Linked DNA regions of Gasterosteus aculeatus: region 2 is linked to region 1. Evidence: chromatin contacts called from public Hi-C data. All regions are on one chromosome and are shown on one strand. The core of a region is the stretch at or near the end of the contact, and the rest is flanking DNA. Distances in the headings are between cores, read along the strand shown.

What was found. A called contact is a pair of places that touch in the nucleus more often than the background predicts.
Region 2: a Hi-C map of whole body shows a contact between it and region 1, with 10 times the contacts expected there. The contact joins the enhancer-like site here to the promoter of otud5a in region 1. A contact is called at or near these places in 3 of 6 Hi-C or Micro-C datasets (liver, skeletal muscle and whole body).

Annotation. Positions count from the first base shown.
Region 1 is chr2:422,361-425,444 of fGasAcu3.hap1.1, reverse strand. otud5a (OTU deubiquitinase 5a) reads right to left here and starts at 1,593. Exons shown (of 9, transcript XM_078080963.1): 1 at 535-1,593; 2 at 60-150. The coding sequence starts at 1,113. cdk16 (cyclin dependent kinase 16) reads right to left here. Exons shown (of 15, transcript XM_078080977.1): 15 at 2,747-3,084.
Region 2 is chr2:523,091-526,174 of fGasAcu3.hap1.1, reverse strand. All of the region lies in intron 6 of plxna3 (plexin A3), which reads left to right. Among protein-coding and RNA genes, the nearest start is that of plxna3, 15 kb to the left of the region's middle. Within about 2 kb of position 1,499, at least 6 of the 9 cell types and tissues checked have open chromatin away from gene starts, as enhancers often do.

The sequences.
Region 1 (3,084 bases), core at 344-2,843:
AGATAAGACCAGAGGCTGCAGTGTGTGTGTGTGTGTGTGTGTGTGTGTGTCTCACTTACCAACGGCTCTGAACAGACACGCTCCGTCCTCCTTCATCTTCTTGATGACAAAACCGTTCTTTTCCCTCAGAGCTTTTTCAAACCAGTGCTCCTGCTGAACGAACACACACACACACACACACACACACACACACACGCACACACACACACACAGTCAGCTGTGTACGGGTTTGTTGAAAGTTTCACATTCAGTTGATTCTCACATTATTAAAGTAAAAAGACTAATCGTCGCGGTGACACTTTAAATACGCATAACGGGAGCGTGACGTCATTATCGTGTATCGATAAAAGTGAACAAAACCGCGCGTATTAATATTACACGTCATATTGTTTCCGCTCAGTGTTTGTGCTGATCAGCTGTCTCGCTAACAAACGTCCATTAGGTATCGATGAAGCCCGCCGGAAGCTAATGCTAACACATCAAAACACACTGCGCTAGCATTAGCCCGTGCTAACGCTAACGTTAGCTTCCTACCTGCTCCACCGTGGCCGGGTCCACGGACTGCAGCCGGGCCGCGTTCTCGTACTCGTCCTCGCTGTTGTTCCCGGCTCCCTCCTCCGTGTCCTGGCTGGAGCCTCCCGCGGGTCCGGTGACGCCGGGCTGGCCTCCGCCGGCCAGAGCGGCCGCCACCCCGCCGGAGCAGGTGCCCGCCTGCCGCCGCCTCTTGCTGAGTCCGGGCCCGGAACAGCAGCTGCCGATGCCTCCGCTGCAGCCGACGACTCCGGCCGAGACGACGATCTCCCCGCGGGATCCAGCCCCCATCCCGCCACTGCCGTCCCGCCCGTCCCCCGGTCCCGCCGGGGACGCTGAGCCGACGGGCGGCGGAGAGGCCTGCTGCGGCCGGGAGCTCGCCTCGATGCTCCGCCGGTCGTCCCTCGCGGAGGGCGGAGCGGGCTGGTAGGACCACGGCGGGGGCGAAGCCCTCGACCGGGCTCCGCTCCGCCCCGCGTGCGGGTGTTGGTGTGGGTCCGAGCCGCTCCGACGGTCGCTGTCATCGGTGTGGTCCGACACGCCGACCCCGGAGCTGGGCTTCTTCTTGGGGAGAATCGTCATGGTTGTGTGTGTGTGTGTGTGTGTGTGTGTGTGTGTGTGAGAGAGAGGGAGGGAGGGAGGGAGGGGGTCAGAGGGTGACGAGTCCTCCCTTTCTGGATCAAATGCTGCGGTGTTTTCGAGCCTCCGGTCCGGCCGCTCGGGACCGATCACCGACCGTGAGCCTCGACCCGACCGGAACCGACGACAGAAACAACGGCTCGGCTCCTTTTCGACGGTTTGGTTGAACAAAAACAGAACGCGGCTCCTCTTCCCGTTCTGCTGCCGTCCGGCGCACAAAACATCAACACGATCTGACGGCCGCTACGTCACTTCCGCGTTACGACGCACTTTCTGTTTTTACGTCAGGCCGTTAATCGGATCTTTATTTGTATCATTTAATGAAGGAGCAGTTTCTGTGTTTAACATCTGTCTGAATGTACTTTGATATAGTAAAGTACTATTTTATTATCATCATTATTATTGTTATTAGATATTGTTATTTGTATGATTGTTATTTAAATGTATTACTATGGTAACAATTATTATTTAAATATATTTTCATCATTATGTTTTTTTTATTAATATTATAATTGTTCGCGTTATTATTAGTAATAGAAGTATCATTAATCACGAAACAATAAAAAATGGGAAAAGTATAAATTAAAACATAACTACAGATTTAATTCTGTTACTGTTTAAAATGAGAGTGAATTATAATACTAAACACTTAATTTCTTGTCATATTAATTCATGCTTCGTTTCATTCATTTTTTTCATCTGATGGAGGAACCTGGTTTTCTTTACTAAATTGATTCAATTTCTTCCGTTATTTGTATAAACCTCGGTGGAGGAGTCACAGAATGTTAGTGGGGGTGGAGCTGCAGGGGGGAGGTGGTGTAAGGAGTCAAGGAGCAGCTCCCGGTCATCACTGAGGACTTGTGTGTCTTCTGTGTGTCTTCTGTGTGTCTTCTGTTCCCAAGAACCCAGGAAGCTCAGTCACGCTACATGTCAGTCCAACAAAAATCTACATTCTTCTTCCTTCAAGGTGACACCACTGTGTTAACTTATTAATTCATTAACCAAGTTAAATAGTTAGCAGGTTAACTGTGAGTTTCCCTCTTGTCTGTTTGATGTATTTTTGCATTATTCAGTCTGTTTCTGTCATTTTTTGTCTTTTTCATCATCTTGTCTGTTTTGCAAAATATTTCAGATGCTTCATCTTTTAACCCGACAAATCACTTTTTATGATTTTTAGTGTTTCACTATTTAGACTTTTTGTCTGTTTTGCCAAAGTTTTCTATTTTTGTCTGTTTCTTGTTTTTTTCCTAATTTTGTCTGTTTTGGTTGAAGTTTTCAGATTCCTTCACTTTGTCCTTTTGTTTTTCATTATTTTGTCTTTCTCGGTGAATTCCAGTTTTGTCTTTTGTCTGAATCCTTCTAATATCTTATATGTTTCATTGTTTTCTCATCACTTTGCCTGTTTTGATGAATTTTCCAGGTCTTTCATCTTTGTTTGTCATCTTATTGTCTTATTTGATCAATTTGTTTCATCATTTTGTCTGTATAGTGACTTTCTCAGATGCTCCGTCAGTGTTTTTTTCCAGCCTTTTGTTTGTTTGGGTAAATAACCCCAACCAATCACAATACACCCAAAGCAGATAAATACTTTTAATGTATATTCATACTGTAAACATATCCAGAATACATGTAGTCAACATAATTGTACATAGAATATATATATAAATTAATTCTCCATACTTTCATTGGTATTCATAGTATGCAGATCAGTTATTGCAGATCCGTTACAGCAGAAGATACAGTGCTTTCTTTGCAGATGGAAGAACATTCAAAGAAGTTATCTGGAAGAATCGCATCATACAAAATATTGCAGAGAACTTTGGTGTCAACACAAAGCAGAGAAAACAAGATTTGGATCCAACAGCTCAAGTTGGATTATTCTAAACCAGACTAATTAGTGGAGAACCAGATATT
Region 2 (3,084 bases), core at 250-2,749, 100 kb before region 1:
TGGGACGGTCCGCCTCCGTCCTCAATAAATTAAATCCCTGTCGGCCCGCATGACCTTTTAAGTCATCATCACAGACAGACGGCAGAGACTGTCTTCCTTCCCCTTCTATCTCCTCTCATAGCTACTCGCCAGGTTTTGATGCTTGTTGAATACAATAAGGAGGGTTTGATTCATTTCTCTGGTGGAATCTGGACTCAAGCGTTTCTTCTCAAATGGGAAAAACGCTTCTGGGTTTCTTCTATATTTTAGGGTTAAATCATAGTGAAGCTCCAGTTTATCTACAGACCCTCAGAGACCCCCAAAGACCACGTATTTGCTCCCCGAATGTCAGCAGGCATTTAGGCTGTTACAGCCAGATGTCCAGCTCTTACTGAGGCGGTCTGTGGACTAAACAGGAAATAATTGTGGACCTGAAACCAGAAGCCACAGAGGGACTTTTAGTTGGTGCGACCACCCACAGAGAAACCCCGGCGTGGTTAGAAGGTTAACATCTGAGCTGCAGCTCCACCCTGCTTCTTATAGGAAGAGCTAAACTGGCTGTGGGTTCCTGACTCAAAGGTCAGATCAGGACGGAGCTACTAATGCTAACTCCACTCTCTGAGAACACGTAGCCGGGTGGAGCTACTAATGCTAACTCTTCTCTCTGAGAACACGTAGCCGGGTGGAGCTACTAATGCTAACTCCACCCTCTGAGAACACGTAGCTGGGTGGAGCTACTAATGCTAACTCTACTCTCTGAGAACACGTAGCCGGGTGGAGCTGCTAATGCTAACTCTTCTCTCTGAGAACACGTAGCCGGGTGGAGCTACTAATGCTAACTCTACTCTCTGAGAACACGCAGCCGGGTGGAGCTACTAATGATAACTACTCTCTGAGAACACGTAGCCGGGTGGAGCTACTAATGCTAACTCCACTCTCTGAGAACATGCAGCCGGGTGGAGCTACTAATGCTAACTCTTCTCTCTGAGAACACGTAGCCGGGTGGAGCTACTAATGCTAACTCTACTCTCTGTGAACACATAGCCGGGTGGAGCTACTAATGCTAACTCTACTCTCTGAGAACACGCAGCCGGGTGGAGCTACTAATGCTAACTCTACTCTCTGAGAACACGTAGCCAGGTGGAGCTACTAATGCTAACTACTCTCTGAGAACACGTAGCCGGGTGGAGCTACTAATGCTAACTACTCTCTGAGAACACGTAGCCGGGTGGAGCTACTAATGCTAATGCAGTTCTTGAACATCTCAACAGTTGCCATTGTAGCAATAGCAGCATTTCTCGTAGTAGCAGTTACTGTGGCAACAGCAGCCCTTCTTTTCATATCTCCTCTTCTTCTTCTTGTATCAGCTCATCTGACAGCTGATTGCGTACAGAGAGGGTGATGTCATCAGCATGTAAGGAGAGAACGAGGCGACAGGAAGTGTGTGTGTGTGTGTGTGTGTGTGTGCGCGCGCTGAGTCCTAAACAAACAGGCCTGAGGGAGGAGACACGCTACACTGACCTCACCTCAAACACGTCTCAGCCGGCCAATCAGTTTTCTTTTTTGTATGAAAGGACATATCCTCCCTGTTCTCTCCTCCACTAGCACAAAGTGAATCAGTGTATATGAGTCAGCCAATCAGCTGCCTCCTTCATAGTGCTCTTATCCCTGATTGGCTGATGACATGTCAAGGAATAATTCAACAGTAACCAAGCTTCTTCTTGTCTGGGATCAGATGCTCCGTGCCAGAGAGGGAAATGAGTCCTCTGATTGAGATTCATATCATATTGATTATTTTGAGGAGAGGCCTGCACCTGTTCCTCTCTCCGCTTGGCTTCCTCCTCCTGTAGACCTGTGTGCAGGATAAGCGGTTTGATGATGGATGGATGGACATTTAACCTCTATTAATATTAATAATAAATGTCCTTAATTGGCCTTCCTGTATATGCATTTTTCATCAAATGGCAGCAATGAGACTATTAGGCAGTAGTCTACAGATTCAAACCGCTTGAACATTCAGCAGAACGCTGTCTTTGCATCCGAGTGGGACGTGTCTCACCGACTATGTACACTCAGGCCCTTTCTCAATACCACCAAGACGGCGACAACGGAGGACAGACTCGGGAGTCCTGACTAACGTTACAGGAGAACCGAGAACAGTCATTTCCGCAATATGAACAACAGCTGACTAGATGAGTCACCGCGTCAGCTGGTCTTGCTAATACATTTCAATACAGTTCTTGACTTAAGTATTTTACTGTTATCAAGCTTTTGTTGTGTTTTCATTTTGGATTAGAAATGGTGTATTTATAAAATGGAGCACCAGAGTAAATATATATCAGTCAAAAAATAATTAGGCCAAATATCTCAATGGATCAGATCACAGTTGTTAAACAGTCAAACATCTTTTTAAAGGAGATGAAGAGGAGCAGCTGTAGTTCTTTACTGGATCACACTGACAGGTTTATATCTACTTTGTATTCATATTGGATGGAAGAACAACATACAAACATTACTGAGGTGAACATTTAATTCAGGGCTTTTGTATTACATCAAGAATCGGGAACATCACACTGCATTAGCGTTCTAATGGTTTCATACTTTCATCAAAGTAAGACGAGGTTGGATACAGTAAGAACAATTAAACACTATTTTATTGGATAGTAACACATTCCACTTACACACACCTACCGTTTGTCTTCTTGTTACTCAAACACCAAGAGGCCGATGATCAGTGTGATGGTCCTCGTACAGTTAAACGCACAAACAGCACTATAAATCACATTGCCGATGTACCTGAACCTCTTCTGTGTCTCCACGTTACGTAATAGTATGTTATGTATATAATATGGTGATCAATGAGGCTATACACTGTAAGATGGATGACATCATTAGTGATTAACGTCATCAGGAATCAGGAAGGAATCAGGAAACATTTATTAGCCAAAATATGTCAAACATACAAGGAATTTGTCTTGGCGGTTAGTGCGCGACAGTAGACAGACAAGACAACAGTGCACAGGTAATAAAATAAAGTGGAATGAAATGCTAATGCAATGTGTTAGTAGAATAAGGCTAAGGCTATGGGTTAGTATAAAACAAGAG